2 separate regions of the Gossypium hirsutum genome follow, and region 1 is linked to region 2. A link is a contact called in public Hi-C data. All regions are on one chromosome and are shown on one strand. Each heading gives the region's core, a stretch centred on a gene start, on an enhancer-like site or on the middle of the called end of the contact. The rest is flanking DNA. Distances are from core to core; before and after follow the strand shown. Region 1 holds the start of LOC107950571. Region 2 holds the start of LOC107950578 (pentatricopeptide repeat-containing protein At3g18110, chloroplastic).

Region 1 (4,951 bases), core at 294-2,793, 310 kb after region 2:
AAATAAAATAATACAAATGTGTTAAAAGCATTAATTAAAAATAAAAAATAATTTTATAATAATACAATTACGTCAATATCTAATTACAAATATTTAATTATTATATTTAAATATTTAAATATAGTTTATATATTCTAATTAAATTTAATAAATAATTAATATTAATTACTTAGAAATATTTAAAATTAATATTATATATTAAAATATTAACAATAAGTTATAATAAATTATTTTTTATATTTTTACTAAAATATTATAATATTAACTAATTTGAACATTATAAATACATATTTGTTACTTTATAATATCATGTCTAAAATGGACATTTTATTTTTCAAAAGTACTTTTTGACAGCAATATCAAACACTCAAATTTTTCAAAAGCACTTCTCAAAAGCACTTTTCCAGAGCACTTCTCAAAAACATTTTTCAAAAGCAATGAAGAACTAACCCTTAATCTAACACTTCCCTAAAATTATAACCCTTAAACTTAGTTAAAATAATGTACCATAAACCTTACCTTACTTTTGTTTTAATTGTTAATTTTATTTAATTAATCAACTCTAATTAAAATTAAAATATTAATAAAAAAATTGATCTGGTATTAGAAAATATATAATATTAATTAATTTTAAAAAAAATATGAAGTGATACTTTTTATTTGATATTTAAAAAGTGGTTTTTTAGGATAATCCTAATCTATATTAAGCCCTCGAAAAATTTGGCGTCATTATTCAACCGAGTATCAACTCTATTAACTAATAATTAAAATATTGTTGTTTTATAAAGTAAAATATATTATTTTAGTCTTTTATCTTTTTATATCTTTTAAATAAATATAAGCATAATAAAATTTCAATAACTTTACCATTTAAATCAAACTCTTAATTAATTTTTATATCAATATTTTTATAAATTTATTTATTATATAAATTTATTTTTCACGCAATTATGCTAGAAAGGTAATTTAATATAATTTAAATTCAATAATAACGGTTTTAATCAAGAGATAATATAAAAGGTAAAACTATATTTAAGATTATTAAATTATTAATAAATTTATTTTTTGTTATTCAACTTTGAAAATTTATAAAATAATTATTGATTTATTTGTAAATTTTCATTTAAGTCACTATACTATTAAAATTGTTATTGTGTGTCTTTCTTTGTTCGCATTGTTTGTACAAGTTAAAAAGTTTTTTTCCTCTTCTTTTTGACAGTCTAATTATTTTCATGAAATAGTTTTGAACATCATAAATTTATAAATTAAAATCTAAAAAGCTTTCTTCTTTGATTTTCTACACTAACTGTTAGATCGATTTAAATTTAAGGTATATTTTTCTATTCGTCAATACAATCGTCAAATTGTCGTTGAGAATTCACTAACTAAACTTTAATAAAAAAAATTACAGGTTTAAATAAAAACTTTAAAATAGTTCAGTAATTATTTTATAACATTTTGAACTAATATAAACTTACTAATAATTATTAGTGAGCTTAGTGTTATTTACCCAATATAAAAACACATAATATATCTAAGAGCCACACACAATTAACGAACGGCAAGCTTTGGTCTGGGTACCAACTTTATGTTTTCTTTCTCCTTTCAGAAAAACACTTCCTTCATCCTAAGTAATTTGTATCTGTTTCAGACAAAGAGAAAATCTCTAGTTTTGAACAAGGGCTGTGAAAAGGAGAAATAGATGGAAAGAAAGGGCTTAGTTTTATGCAGTGTTGTCGCCTTTCTGGGAGTATTATCAGCCGCTACTGGTTTTGCTGCTGAAGCTACTAGGATCAAGGTAAGTTTATACATAGAGTTTTGATTAGATCTTCTCTGATGAATTTCTTATAAATCCTTGTCCTTTTTTCCCTTTCTTTTTCTTTTGGCTTTGCCTTACTCCTGTCTGTTTTGGGGTGATTAACACTCTGCAAAAGAATAAAAACTGTTACTTTAAAAAAAAACATTGTCTACTTTTCTTTTTTTTCCTTTTAAGTATACATGGGGGATGAAAAATGAAATATAACTTAAGAGTTAAGACATCTTAGTTTTAGTGGGTATGGTATTTTCTTTTAGTAGAAGACTATAGCTTCTTCTTCTTTTTAACGCTTGTGATTTCTTATGAAAAATTCCTTGAGAAACATAGAGAAACCAGATGGTATTTTCTTTTGTTTTTTAATGCTTGTGACCTCAGAAAAAGAAGATAATGCTTTGAGAGCCCTACCCTCTGGTATTTATTTAGCTAAGTGCCTTTTTTTTATTGGGAGTTTTTCTGAAGGGATGAATGTATGAAACAGAAACATAGAGAAACCAGATTCTTAACCTAAGCACAGTGAAGTAAAAATTCAAGGTATTTGAGGGCTAGTCATTATTATTATTGAAAAGTTAATGGAGGAGAGATTCATTATAGACCAAAGTGGGATTTGATCTGTAGAGTTTGAAGTCTTACCAAATAATGGGAGAGGTTCTAGCAGTGAGGCTTCTGTTTCTTTTTCTTTTTCATCATATTTTAGTCATCCTGGCATATAGAATGAGTATTGGTTAAACCACTTCCATGTTCCACTTGCATGAGTTCAGTTTTGTGCATGCTTTGAATGGGACTTTGGGCAAGTTCTTGCAACAATCCTTTGATTAGTTAACTTTAGTCTCTTTTGCACATTGAAAGCAATTTATTTGTCTCCATTGTCACTGTATTCCATTTTACGGGGAGCACTATTATCTCATATAATTGGCTGTTTCTTTAAAATTTTGAGCCGAATGCTTGCACTCACAGTCCATGCTATTTTTTTGGAAGCCTGAGTTAAATTGTTAAGCGCAGAACCTATGGTGTGGACAGCTTTATGCTTCTAAAGACAAGTACAAATAGTGAAATTACTTGGTTCATCTATTTTGTCCAAAATACCTGCTGGCATTAATTTTCAAAATCTGTTTTAATTGGAGCTTGTGAAACTGAAAATATGAATGATATGCTACTACTTCTCTATGCATTAAGTTTACTTGGATATATGTTTTCTGGAATTCTTGTGATGACCAATTGTCCTTTTTTCCCTCTATAGGCTTCAGAAGTTAAGTTTGTATCCACTACACAATGTTCTTATCCCCGAAGTCCTGCACTTGGTCTTGGCTTAACTGCCGCTGCCGCACTTCTGGTAGCTCATATAATTATTAATATTCCAACTGGGTGTATTTGCTGCAAAAGAACCAGTCGAAGTTGGAACTCCTACTGGACAAAAGCTCTTGTCTTCTATGTTATTTCTTGGTGATTCTCGAGCACTTGTTGATAAGACTTTTTTCCTGATTTATTTTTGGCATCATATGTTTTTTATTTTCTTATTATTATTGGTAGGGACTAGGGACTAAATTTTGGAACCTGGATCTTCTGCTTTCTTCATATGATAAGTAGCCTTTATTGCTGCACTACTCTAACGGCCTGAATGTTCAGTTTGATTTGTTTATGATAGTTATTATTTCCTTTTAAATAAGAGGACACCATGACTCAATCATCCTTATCATTTTAAGCCAAACTGGCTTAGTTTGATGTTTTTGTCTTTTGGGAGAAGAATGAATCAGCTTTTGATAATAGACAGATGCATTTTTCTAAAACCAAAAGAAGTTTTCTCCACTTGCCTGTTTGCTGTTGTAGAATGGGGCACAATCATCACCACACTAAGAATAATAAAGATAGCTTCTATGCAAAATTTGAGTTGCATTCATTTAAACTTTAATGTCTATATTACTCTGGTTAATTTTTTTTTAAATGAAAGAATTCTTAACTTGTTTGAGTGCGGATGCCCTAGAGTTTTGTTTTAGATAAGGATATCGCATTGTTCTGAAGTGAAGGTTTGCTGGTATCTTAAACATCTAGACATATTTTGCTTAGATACTTATACCTAAGTCCTAATTTAGGCGACATTTACTAGTTATCTTCTTAATAAGATGTTTGAAAGAAATTAATTAATGAAATGCTAGGCATTTGCAGTTGTAGGATCAGTAGTTCAATTAGGAGTCTATTGTGACCTCAAACTCGACTAGGACTTTTCCATCTTTTGACAATCAGTTAGCAATCGGTTTTGGGTGCTTAGCATAATATCAAAGCCTGGGGGTGGGACATGCATTGCCTTGTATGTTCTTTGTTGATTTATGGTTATAGTCTGCTTGTTTTGCCATTGTTTCAGTTGGCATTTGGCCTACATATATAAGTGGTGTCTTCAGGCCGGTTTCATTTGGGTGGTGTTGTGGCCTTATATTTAAATTGGAGTTGTTTTCTATTATCTTATTGGTTTTAGGATGGAGGCTTTACAAGCTATCACATGCATGTTGAATGCAACTGTGAAAGAGGATTATTTGGCTTAAGAAGCATAGGATTAGAACTTCAATATATGGGTGTCTAGTTGATTTCCAGTTCTGCATGTTTGTTTCTGTTTGCCAGTTGCTTGAGCCAAGGATTATAGGTTGAGAATATGAGTAGTCATTGGACTGTTAATGTGCCTGGAGAAAGAACTTTGAATTGGAAGGATTCATAGGTGTATAGATTGCAACTCTTGAAGTTTTCCTACTTGTTATTGAAGTTTGTGATATCATTTTTCTTGCCACTGTAACCTAAGAACCCATTTAGAAATAAACTCCAAAGAGTGTCAGCTTTTTTTAGTTCATTTTATTGATTTTTACTGCATAGAGGGAGATGAGGACAGGTCTGGTATATCTAGAAAATTTTGTAATAAAAGCTTTAGCTTGCTTTTAGTTAGAGAATGGCCAGTGAATAACTTGAGAGAAAAAAAGAGCTTTTACTTGCTTAAATAGGCCTCTGAAGCTCAGATCTTCTAATGTTTGAAAGAGTGCCTGAATGTTAATGTGAACTTTAAAGAAAGCAGAGGTGTGTTCTTGGTTATTCCATGTGATGTGAGTAGTCCCACTTAGGCTTAATAGTCCAATCTGGTTTCGCTTGCAGTGTGCC
Region 2 (4,840 bases), core at 995-3,494:
TTATTTTCTTCACAGCATCTAATAAGGGACTCATACATGGTAGAACTCCTGCTAAATGAACCAGATTCTCTAGCATTACTGTACTCCTTCAAGGCAGCATCTAACTGGCAAGCCTCACAAAGTACGACAACTAGAGCTTCAGTTATCAGTTTACTGGGCCCTTCAGTGTGTTCTTTCAAGAACTCAAGTAATTCACATGCTTCTTTGTTCCTGCCAGATGAACTGTATGAACTCAAAATAGACAACAAATTTTCATCATCTAGCGCTTCACCATTACTTATGCCTAATCTCAGCATCTGTACAGCCAGGTCATAGCATTCACCCTTGACAAGGAAAGAAGAAACAGTTTGAAGATTCATACCACAAAGTTCTTTCATGTCTCCAACCACCATTTTAATTTCTTCCACTTTGTTTTCCTTTGTTAGTGCCTGAAGCATCACCTCATAAAGTATATTATCTGGTGTGAAACCATCACGAACCATTTCCTGGTACAGCACCCATGCTTTTGTTATTTCATTACATCTCAAAAGGATATCCAACATGACAGAGTATGCCAGGAAATCAGGTCTAACCCCAGATTTCCGCATGCAATTAAATGTATCCTCAGCCTCCACAGCCATTCCAGCCTTAGCATACCCACAAATCAAAGCACTATAAGTCCGCACAGTAGGCTTAACACCTGCATCCAACATCTCTGACATCAAATTAGAAGCCTCCTTTATCTTATTTGCTTTCCCTAGGGAATCGATCAAGACTGTATATGTTACCACATCTGGACTCCGCCCTGACAATTTCATGTCCTTGTAAAGCTGCAATCCCAATTCATGCTGGCCCTGCTTCCCATACATGTGAATAATTGTATTATAAGTCATCTCATCTCTACCGAACCCCATTTCAATCATTTCTTCACAAATCTCTTTTACCTTGTCCACATTTCCTTCTCTTGCAAAAGCATATAACAATGAATTATATGTGACTGCATCCGGGAAAAACCCTTTAGACTCTAAATCCCTAAACAGCTGCTCAGCTTTATATGCCATCCCACATCTCCCATACACAGAAATCATAGCATTGTAAGTCCATAAATCAGGTTGACAATTATGGCTGTCCATATCGTCAAAAACCTTCATTGTCTCCTCCAAGTTTGATTCCCTAGAACAAGCACTAATAAGAGTATTATAAGTTATTATATCTGGCCTAAGACCAGACCTCCTGACCTCATTCAAAAGCTTGATAGCTAAATCAGGCACCATAGCTCCTGCTTTCAATCTGGCATTTATTAAAGTATTGAAACTCACGAGGTCAGGCTCACACCCTCTCTTACGCATTAAATCAAGCAGTTCCTGCACTTTCTGAAACCTTCCATTTCGTGCATAAACACCCATCATGGCATTATAAACCTGGACGGTATTTCCAACAGCAGGCTCAGCCCTGGTAAAGATTTCAACAGCTAAAATCTCCTGATTGGCCTTCCCCAGCACAGCCAAGATAGTAGCAAGCATCCTGGCATTAGGGGAATACCAGTTCTTCAAATTTAACCACTCATAAACTTCCAGGGCACGTTGCCAGTTCTCCTGACCAACATATTTCACTAGGAAGCAAAAATCGGTTGGTGTCATCTGAACTTTCCTATCATCCAAAACATCAGCAACAAACTGGTCTTGTTCCAACCCCAAAATCCTGTCTGTCAAAAACTTCACTCTTTCTCTCCAATCTTTGGCCCTTTTCAATGCCAGTTTACTCATTTTCTTAACTCTAGTCTTACTTATTCTCCCCAATTTCTCCTGGGTCTCATCGCTCACTTCCAAAGTTTCAGACTTTGAGGACTCCAAAGACAATTCAGCTTCCTTAACAACATGGGTAAGTTGAGGAGAGGTAGGTGAAAAATGGGTTTGACTTAAAGGGTAAGTTTCAGCTAGTTGAATTTGAAGGTGAGGCCATCTCTCAGATGGGGAGGCTCTGCTATAGCTAAATGTGCTGTTATTACTAGTGCTGTCATTTGAGTGTTCATTTGGTGAAGGACTTGAGAGGTGGGAAGAAGAGTAAGAGATAGAGGTGTTCATGCATACCTTTGAAGTAGGAGAGGCAAAGGTTACAACAAGTCCTCCATTGCAAGACATGGCCATGGCCAAGGCCAATGTCCTCTAGCCTTCTCAAAGTTCAAGTCGAGTGCTGCGGAAGAAAACAAGATAAAAGATATTTCTCCCCCATTGCTTTTGGCGGGGTGCGGAGCGGATGTTTATTCTGGAGTTGGGAGTTGCTAGTCGAATAGATGTTTCTGTTTCCCTAAAAGTTGGGTCCAACTTGGTTTGGGTTTAATTGGCCCATCTGACTTCCAAGCCTACAGAATTTCATAAAATTACTACTTTGGTCACTAAGTTTGAAGATGCTCCTATTTTGGTCACTTAAAAAGTTTATTGATGTGTCCTAATAAAAGAAAATGTTATTGATGATAAAAGGAAACCTAATTAGCTTAGGTCAATTTAGTTGTGGAATCCACTCTCCAAAGAGATTTTTTTTTCATTTTAGTTTCTGACTTTTCATTTTGAATCTCAGAACAAGAAAGAAAATGAAAAGATTTAATAAACTCGAGGTTTTTTTTCCTTTAATTGTAAGATGTGACTTTAAAATATAATACATTAAATACATTTAAAATATTAAAATAAATATTTTTTAACAAATTAAAAATACGTAAAAAAATCTTTATACTTAAATAATATTAAGATAGTTGCAACTTAGCAAGTAAATGTCTCTAAATTAATAGTAAAATTAACAATAAAACAAGAGTTATATAATATCTAAACAATAACAATAAAATAGTAGCAATATAATAGCGAAATAGTAGCAAAACAACAGCAAAATAACTTATTTGGTTTGGGCCAAGCCAAAAAATCCTACCCGAGGCTCAGTTAATTTAGAAAATGGATATTATTTTTTGTCAAAACTTATTTTTCGAGTTTATATTTTTATTTAAACCCTCCAACATTTGAGATAGACTTTCAAATTTAAACGAATAATCTAGTACATAATTAATTCCTGTTACATATAAAGAAAAAAAATTTGAGAGCAAAGGCATAGCAGGCGACAATAGAAATGCGAATAAAGAAAAGAGAGAGAAATGGCAGCCTCAAAAAAAGCAAAGGTAGTGTTGATCATCAGAGTTGCATAGGTACTTCTTGCAAGCTTTTGAGCAACTCGGTGGTTCACATATCGAATTGTTTTTCCATTGCAATTTATTTCAATTTCTTTTTTGATGGAATTGGAATTTGTTTTGCAGTTGCAATGCCTAAGAAATTTAGGGAGCTGATGAAGGTTGATGGGCTTACAAATGATGAAGTTAAAAAGCCATTTACAGGTTTGTACTACTAATTTAAATCATTAAATGTTATTCACAATAAACTAAAAGGATGTAAATATGATTGTAATACCTCTAATTTGGATTGGCCACGATATCAATCAAACAATGCTATCATTGATGCTCAGAGGCATCTCTAATAATCCTATTGACTATACAATACCTATATTCGATCAAAACAATCCTAATTACTATTAAACATTAGATTTATAAATGCTAATTATAAACCTCAGCTTGCCTACTTATAAACGTGCTAATCTTCGAAACTAGGCTTGGGGTATTGGCACATTTGAGGATGGTATTGATACCCTATTACTTGAGGTTATATGTAAAATCCGTTAGTTAGACTGTCAGTGATTTTAAATAAGCGGTGTTACACCTTATGCTCGAAGGCATTTATGATTTTTTTAATACATTTATGGTCATTACGAAACGTGTTATGGTAATAAACAACAACAACAAAATCTAAAATAAAAAAATATATGATTTCATTAGCCATTCGATGGTGACATTACATGATAAACAATTAAAACATAATATTAGTAAGTCAAAAATAGGCATAAGCATATAATAAGCAAAATGCTCATTCTATTTGACTCGGTTACAGATTACATACAACTCCATTATACAACAACTTCTCGAGTCTAAACTTAGTACCATTTTAAATATAAATCACATTTTCACTTCTACGGGTTACTATTTTATTGATTTATTTCAATTTTTATTCATAAGCTTTCACCTTTTTACTATTCTTCTATCAAATACACATTTATTAGTCTGTCACTCAATTCCGTTATACTTTGCTTACCATAACATTTCATCATAATATTCATTTCCAGACTTAATTATTAGATTACAATACTTTTGACTCAATCCTCATTTCAATAACACATAAATAATTCAAAACATCATACATCATTTATGCTAATATATATTTTATTTATCCAACTTTTAACCATCATATCCCTATCTCAACCTCTTTTTCTTATGCGTACTATCAGTCAATACTAGTTAGCATATGAATCATGTTTTAAATTCTAAAAGACAAACCATTATTATGTCCATTAGCTACTAAATTCATCTCAATCCGAGTTATAACTCTTTTATCCTACTTTTTACAAGCTACTAAATTTTCATTATAATAAGTAAGCTTTTAATATTCTAAACAACCTTATCATCATGAATTCCGATCATAATTTCATTGAGATCCATTACAATCTCATTTCTGCTCCCGTAATAACTCAATTTAACTTATAAGACTCAGTTATAAACTTAGAACTGACCTGACGTCAAATGTAGTAGTAATTTCAGTCTATTTCCGCACTTAAAGAGCTTGTTTTCTAGCACTTTTAGTATTCATTATTACATTTTCGATATTTAGTGGTTAGTATTAAATATTAGTAAAATAAGTGTTTTAACACATTTGTGGATGTTTGTGACCTATTAGGTCGACACAGGCCTTAGGTAGTTCTAATTGGTGTAATT

Evidence for each region. Hi-C and Micro-C count contacts between places; a contact is called where the count stands out from the background.
Region 1: a Hi-C map of leaf shows a contact between it and region 2, with 3 times the contacts expected there. The contact joins the promoter of LOC107950571 here to the promoter of LOC107950578 in region 2. A contact is called at or near these places in 15 of 34 Hi-C or Micro-C datasets (anther, callus, hypocotyl and 2 more).

The regions. Positions count from the first base shown.
Region 1 is chrD03:7,989,043-7,993,993 of Gossypium_hirsutum_v2.1, forward strand. It overlaps LOC107950571, which reads left to right and starts at 1,544. Exons shown (of 3, transcript XM_016885452.2): 1 at 1,544-1,798; 2 at 3,054-3,256. The coding sequence starts at 1,703.
Region 2 is chrD03:7,674,776-7,679,615 of Gossypium_hirsutum_v2.1, forward strand. LOC107950578 (pentatricopeptide repeat-containing protein At3g18110, chloroplastic) reads right to left here and starts at 2,245. Exons shown (of 4, transcript XM_016885457.2): 1 at 1-2,245. The coding sequence starts at 2,126.